2 separate regions of the Anas platyrhynchos genome follow, and region 2 is linked to region 1. Evidence: chromatin contacts called from public Hi-C data. All regions are on one chromosome and are shown on one strand. The core of a region is the stretch at or near the end of the contact, and the rest is flanking DNA. Distances in the headings are between cores, read along the strand shown.

Region 1 (5,429 bases), core at 1,500-3,999:
TTTCCTGCATTCCTGCATGAAGAGTGCCTGTTTCCAAGAGCTTTGACGCACGCTTCGTGCCATGGGGTTAACGACAGCAAGAATTAAGGAGTTTTAGGTATAATGCAAAACGAAGACAAACGGAACCACACCATTACTGCAGCCATCTCAAAACACTTTGTGCAAGCAATGACGAGATCCAGCTCTGCTCAACATTGGACCAAGCCTACTAATGAAAATTTGGATCTGATTAGAAAATGACCTCTTACTTCAGACACATGACTGCAAGGTGTAACTGTACAGATGGGTAGAAACTGGGGATAATTTTCATTCCTGTGTTATTCACTGCCTCGTCTCCCTTTGTGGTTCATGCCTCAGAGGCAGCAAAGGCGACTGATACATTGGATTATTCTTGTTAATGAGTGAACGGGAAAGAACCCGGAACGGCGCTCCGTTTCCAGACAGAGCTGCAGGGATTGGCACTCAGAAAAACCCTCTTTGAATTCGCTTTGGTTGAGAAATCTCGTGTAGGCTCAGCTTTTATCTCACCCAACAGTTCATTCGTCATTTTAGCAGGCACACGTACCTGTGAGAACCAAGTAGGGTTGCGAGCACGCCACCACTAAGGGCCTTTGTGTCATGTTGTGATGGTTTAACCCTTCCCTTCACACAGAAATACCACACTGCTGACACACATCTAAGCACAAGGCATCCAGGATCACTCGGAGATCTTTCCCTTGCAGTTGTGATGCTCCTGGCAAAGAGACTCAACGCTCTGCTCCATACCTCCTGGTTGTGGAGACGTGGTTTGGCTTCCTCTTCTGAGAAGCAGCAACGACCAGAAGCTTGCAGATTTCCTGTTGGGGCATCTATCAAGAAGGAGTGACTTGTTTCCCTTCCATATTTTCTGATTTATTCACACTGAACACTCCCCTGTGCTCTCTGTCTCTGCTCATTCAAAAAAGACCATCACGTGCCATCTAAGTGGCAGCCCCGAGTTACATTTGCATCATTTTAAACCAAAATAATTCTGCCTTCTGAGAGGAGAGTTCAATTCTTTATACAACTTCAGGATTTCTTTAGGATCCTATCATTACTATCGATAGTTCCTGAAATTATTTCTATTTGAAAATAGTACACATAAGAAATCACAAGTCACACTCGAGGCATTATTAGGAGGTCTCATTTGAAGTACGTACGTATAACAGTCCTAATAAATACTGCAATTAATGTTCTTTGAAATACTATTTGTGTTTTTAAAAAATAATCTTGGTACTTACTCAGGAACTCAACCTTTTTCTGGTGGGAGAGGGCAATCAATTCTGGAAGCTTTGTCCACGTTTGAGAACCTGCTGACGAGATCACTGTGTTTGACCTAAGACCTTTCATTTCCACGAAGAGATTAATTATTTCTAATTATTTCAATTAATTATATCAAGTTGAATTCAGTTTCACATACATACATACTTAACACACAGAGTGCTTAGACACTATAGGGCTCGATATTTTTAGCTACCTCTTTCTGTCCTGTCTTCAGTCCTTTTTCTTCCAACAATCCTTTTCTGAAGGTCCAGGGGCAGAAAGATTTCTCTTTCCTCTTCATTTCTTCAAACAAGGCAACTTCGTGCATCATTTGGCAGTTCAGTGCAAGCATTTTGTACTTGGATTTCCAGAAACCGACCGTGTTATTTACATTGCCAGTTGCAACACATTTTCTGTGTAAAAGCTCTTAGATTTCACCAATCACCGCCCTTTTTTTGGATAAACAGTCGCTGAAGGCAAAAACACTGCTGGGGAGAAAGAAATCACAGCTGCTCTTGGAGATACAGATGGACACCGATGGCTTCAGCTGATGAACTTGCTGGAATTCTGTGATCAGCCCCAAAAATCCAGCTTCCCGGCGACAATGCACAAATTACCTGTCTCCTGGTGGACCTTCGTGGTATCTTTTAGCACGATGTGTTGATTAGCCACCAATTTGGGCGATGAATTAATTGAATTTGGTCCATTCTGACCGAAGCATTCAGGTGCCAAACTTAAATAGGGGCTAAAATGAACCCAGGGCATCCTCCAGCCTGAGAGCATTTTTCTTTTGGGGGCCTCTGCAGTGGATACACACAAAAAAAATACAAAAGACAGCACAAAACAGCTTCTCCTCCCAACCCAAGCACCCTGCAGGACCCCCCCAACCTCTGTGACTTTTATTTGGGGGTTTGAAGCATCACCTGTGGGGCTGGTGCTGCTCAGCACCAGCCTGCAAACAGCAGTGGGAGCCTGCAAGTGCCTGAAAACCTTCCGGACCAGGAGACAGATCTATGGGGTGCTGTGGGATTAACACCTGGGAGGGAGAAATCCTGGGAAGGAGCCCCAGCTTTTACTGCTGGAGCCTTGCAGAAGCCAGCGTAACGCTTCAAGTGCTTTGTCCGTGTTGTATTTTTCACATCCAGCTGTCAGGGGAAAGCAGCACACGAGGAGCAGAGCAGGAGCACGGAGGGGAAGGAGCTCATCTGCTTTTTTTTTTCTTTTTGCATTATCATCTCAGATGTTGATTTTCCACACGCCTCGCCAGCTCCACGCAAGCTTTTTTTTTTTCTTTTTTTTTTTTCTCTTTCCCCTTCCAGCGTTTCATTGAGAAACAAAGCTCAGCCACACAACCCTGCCCCTGCTGAAGTGTGGAAAGAGCCCGGGCTGGCCGCTGGTGAGTGCTGCTATTCATCTGACTAAGCAGCGTTTGACATTTCGGGCTTGCTGGGTCTCAAGTTTCCCTCTAGCAAGATATGGGCTGACTCGGCAGCAGCCAATCTCGGGCGGAGGCTGCGGATGATGCTGGAGGGAGGAGAGGTGCACACACATCCCGACAGCAGGGCACGGCCAGGCTCCTCCAGGGAGCTGCGTGAGCGTAGATCCAGCGAGGCTGCCCTCAGTTGCACCTTCTGGGGAAGTTATTCAGTTATTCACCCTCTTTATTTTTTATTATTATTATTATTTTCTCAATCGCCTGTGCTGGGTTTTGCTGTGCTAGGTACAATTTGACAGAGAAACTTGGTGGTATTGGGAAGATCTATGAAAATCCTAGAAGCTTTGCACCCTTTTTCTTAGCCCCATCCATTTTCCTTCCCTCTGAATAAGCCCAAACCCCAAACGTGATCCAAAACAAACGAGGGGAGACTCCGCTTCTCCAAGAAACAGTTTGTTCGGGTCACGCTGTTGAAGCCTCGAGCAACGCCTCCCTAACCAAGCATCTCCACCCGCTCAAAGGCTTCGTGCTCACGGGGATCAAGCACACTCCTGAAAGGAGAATGAAGAGGTTAAACCCAGGAGAAAGAACATGACACACAAGAGTTAAGTGGATCAGAGCAAATCGGGCTCAAAATTTGTGGCTTAAGTGGTCACACACCACTAAGAGGAGGCTACCTCCGGCTGCGAGCACTCGCAGTGCTGTAGTTTTGTGTTTTGTAAGAGAAAAGTAAGCCTTTTTCCCCAAAAACTCCTCAGGAGGGATACAAGATGTGGTGCTTGGGCACCATCAGCAGTGCGACCACCATCCCCACCACCTCCCCGGAGAAGGAAGAAAAAGGTTGACCGCTTGTTCAGCACCTGGGCTTCAAAACCGCCCACAAGTTCCCTTGTTTTGTGGAGAAATCGCACTCCTACCACATCCATGGCTAAGGAAAGGAAGAAAAAAAGGAAATAGGACATTTTTATGTGGTAACAACGCCGAGCGCCTTCTCCTCCATCACACGGAGTCACCGCCACTCCCCCTTCCTTCCCAGGAGAGTCACAGCCAAATCATTCCCACCCCCAAGCCAGGGATTTCGGCTGGAGGTACACAGGTGGGAGCAGCACGCCTCAAATTCTTTGGGTTTGATTGGATCCGAAATGAGTCTCGGGGCATCTGTTTTTAGTCTCGCGCTCATGGTTTTCCCGGTGCCTCAGGTTTTCACCTTGCCCCAAGCCCCAGAAACTGGGCAGAGCAGAAAGGGCAGCCACTGGGGGCTGTTTTCTTAAAAAAAAGCGTAATTTTAGCTTTGCCTACGTGGGAAACTTCAGCCTTGCTTTGCGGGTGCAAAAACTCCTGGCAGCACGATTTGATTAATGGCCAATTTAATTCAAATATCCCATAAATAGGATTTCTCAGCGCTCTGCCCTCTCTTATTTAAAGTTTTTTTCTTCTGTTTAAATTATCTTCTGCTTCACGCTCTTTCTAGACCTCGCAAAGCCCTTCTCAAAACGCCAAAAACGTTGTTTATAAACAACCACAGAAGAGGGGAAAAACATTGCAGCGGACAACCTTCTTAAAAGCCAAGCAAATAAAACGATCAATTTAACCCGTGGTTGTTGGGGGTTTTTTTTGGGTGGTGCTGGTGCAGTATCTTATATTAGAAATAAATATTTACGGAGGGGTTCTGATTTATTATTTTTTTTTCCTCCCTGGCAACAGCTGCGATAAATACTCGTCGAGAAAATGAGCGAGAGAGAAGAGTTGCACTGAAGAAACATGTTTGGATACAGGGCTGCGGGGAACTTGCAGCAGAATCTATGAAAATTCTCCAGCTTGGGGCCAATATTAAGAGCTCAGAGTGAGTTTTCCTTCGAGGTGTAGTCAGATGGTATTCCCCAGCTCCCTTAACCAGATTATTTAGTAGAAGGAAGAATTAAGCCTTTCATACAGGTTATCAGGCAGCAAGAATAAATAAAATCATCAGATTTTTCCCCTTCTTGCTGCTTTTTCCTCCCCCACAGTGGACAGACCAGGGGTACCCCATGCCCCATGGCACTGTGCCCTGTAATAAAAGGGAAAAAAGGGTTTTTTGGGAGGCTGGCTATTGCTCTACCCATGGGAGGTGCTGAGCGATTGCATCACTTGTTTTCTTTTACTCTTCTTCTGCTTCTCCTTTGCTTATTAAAGGATTTTTATCTCAACCCACGGATTTATTTTTTGTTACTTTTACCCTTCCGTTTTCTCTTCCCGCATCCCACAGGGGGCAAGAAGGGAGCGAGCGAGCAGCGATGTAGCGCTTAGCTCTCTACCGAGGTTAACCCACAACGCTTCCCTCTACCTCGAGACAGGGATTTGGTCTGCCCATTGCTGATGTCTAGCTTAGGGACCGCAAAAAACCACGGGCTGGCACAGAAGCTGTCTTGAGCTTGTCATCTTGAGCTTCCGTGCAACACCTCCCCGCCTCGCTGATCTTCCCGGCGATTAAAGCTGCGGTTTCACAATCCTTAATGCCCCATTTGGGCAACTCCCGATCTCCCAGAAAACAGATTCAGGCCAGGTGGGGTGGGAACACACAGCCCTGCTTCTGCTGCATCCGTGTCAAAAGTGTGCCCACCGGAGGATAACCAATAGCTGCTCTGCTCTAACACCTGCAGAGATGAATTATCACTCTGGCATTTTCAGATAGCTGAGGTTTAGCAACCCGAGCTTACACCTGATCCACCCTGCA
Region 2 (5,460 bases), core at 1,056-3,555, 68 kb before region 1:
AAAAAAAGGGAAGTATTTTGGTCCCAGCACGATGTAATTCACCCTTTTATTATTATTAGCTCGTTACGCGTCCTTTTACTTTGATTGCTCAGATAAAGAATTTCTTTTCACGTTGAATCCAAAGGTGTCCTAAGAAAGTCATCACAGCAATCGAAGGGCACGATTCTACACCTTGCACAACAGCAAACACAATTAAATTAGAGTTCAGAGCAACTCTTTGCTCAAAATTATGCTTTCACACGATGTTATCATTGACAACTGCCCATCATCCACACCGTACAAACATCACTTTTTGTCCCTTTTGTAACGAATCCCACCCAAAACCCTTCCCACGTCCTCATCCCAGCCCTCACCTGGGCGCATCTACCAACGCCTCCGTTGTAGCGACGGAAGGGAACGCACTGCTTCTTCAGGGTGACGTCCTTCAGGTACTTGGTGGCCTTGCGGATGTGCATGCCCTTGATGGCCTGGGCAGTCTCACGAGTGTTCTGACAAGAAAAATAAAAACACACTGAAAGCTCCTCTTAACACTTCTTCCCATGTTCTAATGGGAGTAAAAGCACTCGCCCCTTTCTCCTGGATTTTCACCCTTCTTTTCCTTTCTCCAAGGAAAGACACCATCAGATTCTTTATTACCACAAACTCAGTTTAAAAGAAGCCACCAAAAAAAGAATAATAATTAGCATCTTTTTTTTTTTTTTTGCTACTTACAATTCTTAGTATGACCCCCATTACCGACTTCACAGCTCTCTGATGCCTTTATACTGTTTTTATACCCCGAGCTTTCCACCCAACAAATTTAAAATTCAGGATTTCTCCTTATCACAGCTCCCTCTTTGGCCACTAATCCAAAAAAGCGGAAGCCTGAATGACAAATTCCTGTCACAACACCCAGTATGGCACCTCACAGGAAGCAACGAGGACACAAGCTATACAAACAAGCCACAAAATTTAACATTTATGTAAGGGGACTAAAAAAAAGAGAGAGTGAAAAGCATCAGAAGAAAAATCAAGGATAAGGCATCGGTGCTTAATGAATTTACTCGTTGATTTCTGCATTTAATATATGATTATAATAGAAGAACAAACCAAAATAAAGCTTTTTTCACCTGCACTATATAACACTCATCAGAAAAGCATATTCTCAGCTTTGTTTTCGTGATTAACTCAAATTATTCTTACATTCCCTGCTAACAGTTTTCCAGTGAACTCATATCACCACTCATGCCAAACACTTGCTGCCATACTTCTCGGCCACTAAAATGACAGGATGAGCAGGGAAATCCTTCCCAATAGAGACAAATACAACAAATCACCATTTCTAGCCCAATTCCTCCTGCTACCTTCCCCCCAATTACCTGTTTCCTTCTCTATTAGGCCGCAATCTAAGAACAGCCCCTTTTATTTTTGTTCCTGCGGATAAAGGTCATTACAAGCAGCCTGAGCACACGCAGGCCATAACCTACACCACCACACTTCAGTAATTAACTAATAAAATGGGAAAATAAAGGCCACCTGCTTCCAAAATCGAGCTTGGGTTTCCCCACTGCGCACCGGCCACGTACCTTGAAGTGCACCCGCAGGTTGGAGCCCCGGGACTTGCATGCTGCGGAGAGAAGAGACCAATTTCTTTAAAAAAACAACGATTTCAGGGAGCAATATGGAAATAAGAGGCTGGAGAACAACTCACATTTCGTGGGGTTCTCCGGATCCAGCGAGTAGCGGACCATCCTGGGAGCTCAGCTGCGAAGAAAACGGAAAAAAAATCACATTAAGCTTCTAATAGACATGGAGAAGGCTGAGCTCTTTCCTCAGTGCCGACAGCTAGCTGAAAAGGCCCCTCAGAGATAAAATTTTCCACAATTAAATCTAAATATGTCCTAAGAAAGCGTGTGTCCCCCCCCTCGTTCCCTCCCCGCTGCCTCAGGGCCCGCTCCCCCCTCACAGCCCCGGCACCTCCGCGCTCCGCCATCTGCGGCACCAGCGCCACAAACAACGATGGCAGCAGCGAGCCCGAGCCTCCTCCGAGGCCCCTCATGGCCTCCCCGAGCTGTTCGGGGCCGGATGATGCCGGATGGTGGCGGATGGCGGCGGATGATGAGCCCTCACCTCAGGGAGGCGGCGGGGAAGAGGAAGGGCGGCGCCGGGCGGGAGGCGGGGAGAGCGCCGGGGCCGCTCTCGCGAGAAAACGCGGGGGTGCCTCAGCTCTGTCGTGACATCGGCTGTCGCGACAGAGCCGGGCAGCACCCGATAAACAGAGAGAGTGGCTGAGAGTGGGGTCCAAACGCTGTTTGAGCTCCACAGGGAGCCTCGCCCCAACGCCCAGCCCGCCCCTCCCCTGTCCCATTTGTGAGGGTTCAAAATTAGGGTTTTGCAGTGAAAATGTCCGTCAGTCCTGCAGATCCTAAAGAGATCGTGCTGGCGTAACGGTGGGGAGGAGGTTAAAAGGGTAAAGGGACAGTGGAAGGTCCAAAATTCCCCAAATGGCCAAGTAAAATTGTCTATATTTGTATATATTTATACATATTTGCACCCCTCGGTACAAGAAGGACATAATGGCCTGGGACGTGTCCAGAGAAGGTGGTGAAGGGTCTGGAGCACAAGTCCTGTGAGGAGCTGAGGGTGTTTAATCTGGAGAAGGGGAAGTTTTATTGCTCTTCCCAAAGACCTCAGAGATCTCATTGCTCTCTACAACTCCGTGAAGAGGTGGGGAGCTGGGGTCGGCCTCTTCTCACCCACAACTAGTGATAGGACCAGAGGGAATGGCCTCAAGTGGTGCCAGGGGAGGTTCAGGATGGAAATGAGGAGATTTTCTGTCAGAAAGTGTCGATAGGTACAGGGACGGGTTGCCCAGGGAGGTGGTGGGGTCACCGTCCCTAAGGGTGTTCAAGGAGAGGTTGGACGTGGTGTTTAGGGACATGGTTTAATGGTGACGTTGGTTGTAGGGTGATGGCTGGACCAGATGATCTCAGAGGTCCCTTCAAACCCTAATGATTTTAGGATTCTACATCCAGGGTTGCCCTGTTTCAGGAACCGTGCAGGTCCTTTGCCTATTGTGGGGCGAGTGGCACCGAAGGGCCAGGGAAGTTAATCCCCTCCGTCCGCCTGTAGCACGTTTGGGTAATTCCTACTGTCCTTAACCCTATTTCACTTCTGGGAGCTTCTGCCGGTGCCTTTGCCATATAACCAGGACAACAAGAAGGGGGTGAGATGGGCTGCGTGGAGAGGCAGATTCGCGACTGAAGCAGTTGCAAAATTGCCCTGGCGGCTTCCTGGCTATGCAGGGATGACACCTGTTTTATTCAGGAAAGCCAAGCCTGGTCATCTGAAAAAAAGACCCAGACAAACCAATTTCTCTCACCCTCAGGCCAAGGCCAGTGTTGGGAGATCAATTCGGTGAGGCTGAAGCAAGTCCAAGTGCTGTAGCTAGGTGGCAGGCTAGGATTAGACTAGAGAGCAGGGACACCACATAGCACGAGAGAAAAAAACAAAAGATTCATGTTTATGGATCACAACTAGTATTTATTGCAGCATTATATAAATATATATATAAATCGAAACTCTATGTGTTAATGGAAAATGCATTTCTCGTTGTAGGTTGTGTTTGCTCGGGAAGTTGACCGAGAAGCTTTGCAGTAAAACGAAAACATCTCCTGAAAGTGGTACCCAGCTACAGCAAAACGCTTAGAAGAAAAGTTAGATGGAGTGGAAGAAAGGAAAAACAACACAAAAAACATTGATCTGCTGTCCAGGCACATCCCTGGTGTGAGAGAGGTTTGGGGTTAAACTCTGTTTAGATTAAGCAGGCAGAGCAAGATCCTACTGCCCGTGTGAATGCTCGGACCACTGGGATATTTTCAGATCTCTTCTTTAACATTAATAAACTCCACAGCTTTGAGGCTAGGATTTCACCCAGATGAGATGCGGAAAATATTTGAGCTATCGCAAATATTTACACGGGTGGAAAGCGCAGAGCCGTAATTTTAAGCGCAGTTCCCCGTTCACCTGCCTTAAAAGGTTCCTTTGACTTTGCTGTCGAGGAGATGCTTTCTGCATCTTTTCTTACAGCCTCAATATCTCCGAGTAACTCGTTCAGGACCGACCTCAAAGCAGGGAAACCTCGCAGCACTGCTGGGGTATGGGCAGATATTATTTCTTCATTTCATATATGAGGTTCCTGTAGAAAAAAATAAATAAATAGAAGACCATGCTGTCAGGAATGCATGCTAGCTTTTGGTGTTGGTGCTTATTTGGGACACTCAAGGTTTGTTTTTTATCAATTAATGCTTCCATCATTATCCATGGGGGCAGAAGCCACTCAGCAGGTCAGTACACACAGCAACCTCAGCGTGGTGGCAATGCGAAGGAGGATGAGCCTTGTCAAAATACACACGCAACAGCCTTTCTAAGCCAAGGATTACTAGAGAAAAAGAGACTCATGGCTTTGAGGAACAGTAAAAATGGAAGAAGATCTCTCAGAGAGGGGTTTCGACACTTCCTTAGTGTCTCAGTTTCTTTTTCTGTGGAACAGAAATGGTGATATTTCCGGGAACGCTAAGCGTCCAGATGTAATAGATTAAAATTGAGCAAAAACCGAGGTCCTCAAGCACTTCCACTGCAGGAATCTCCACTCACGGCCAGCCTGAGTGCAACTCTCCATCGTTACTTCTGCTCTCCATGGGAAGGAAACCATGGGCAGCACCTTTACAGGCAGCTGCTCAGCAGCAGAGCCCAGGAGCAACGGGACATTGAGAGAAAGCTGGAAGGGAGATGTGAAAAATAAGCACGATGGGAATCACCCCGGGGTCATTCATCAGTCAAATCCGAAGCCACATCCTAACCACAAGGGGCAAAGATGTTCCTACCCGTCCTGCTTGGTCCTTGGCATTTACCTTACAGCCGCGGCTTGTGGAGCCCAAAAATTTCTTTCACAGAAATTCATACAAACGGGTCGCTTGCCCTAATGGTTAAGCAGAAAAACCTGAAGGCAAAAAGCACCCAGTGTCTATTTTAAATCGAAACCAGCTTGAACGCCGGAGCTGGAAAGTGCTGAAGGCTTTGCAGCCTTCCCACAGCTGCCCGCGCCGTCTCCCTGAGCTCTATAATATGCCTTATGCATGCGTGTGTTTAAATATAGATATAAAATATGGATTGTATAATAAATGTAAGTTAAATATAATGATGTATTCATGTTGTTTTTTTTTAATAAAACAAAGTGGGGACCTGCCAGGAGCACGGGCAAAAGGGCACATCAATAGGTGAGGCTGTAAGACTCGATGATTGCTGGCGGATCAGCCAAGAGTGACGGGTTCATCCACCCCCTGCGCGCCCAGATAGGGGGAAATCAGCGGTAAAACAAACCTCCTGTGCGACTGAATAACCTTGTAGCCAAAGTCGGTGTTTATTCGACGCGTTCCCTGCCAGCGAAGCATTTACGCAGGTTGTGCAGGGCTGTGACTG

Evidence for each region. A called contact is a pair of places that touch in the nucleus more often than the background predicts.
Region 2: a Hi-C map of subcutaneous adipose tissue shows a contact between it and region 1, with 5 times the contacts expected there. The contact joins the promoter of RPL17 here to the enhancer-like site in region 1. A contact is called at or near these places in 6 of 8 Hi-C or Micro-C datasets (F1 follicle, F5 follicle, liver and 2 more).

What each region holds. Positions count from the first base shown.
Region 1 is chrZ:2,077,006-2,082,434 of IASCAAS_PekinDuck_T2T, reverse strand. No RefSeq gene overlaps it. Among named protein-coding and RNA genes, the nearest start is that of ACAA2, 15 kb to the right of the region's middle. Within about 2 kb of position 2,749, at least 8 of the 8 cell types and tissues checked have an H3K27ac peak or open chromatin away from gene starts, as enhancers often do. A contact at or near this core is called in F1 follicle, F5 follicle and subcutaneous adipose tissue, where this site is marked.
Region 2 is chrZ:2,144,819-2,150,278 of IASCAAS_PekinDuck_T2T, reverse strand. RPL17 (ribosomal protein L17) reads right to left here and starts at 2,305. Exons shown (of 7, transcript XM_005023913.6): 1 at 2,110-2,305; 2 at 1,691-1,743; 3 at 1,566-1,606; 4 at 354-488. The coding sequence starts at 1,730. LOC113840433 (small nucleolar RNA SNORD58) reads right to left here and starts at 150; the gene lies at 84-150.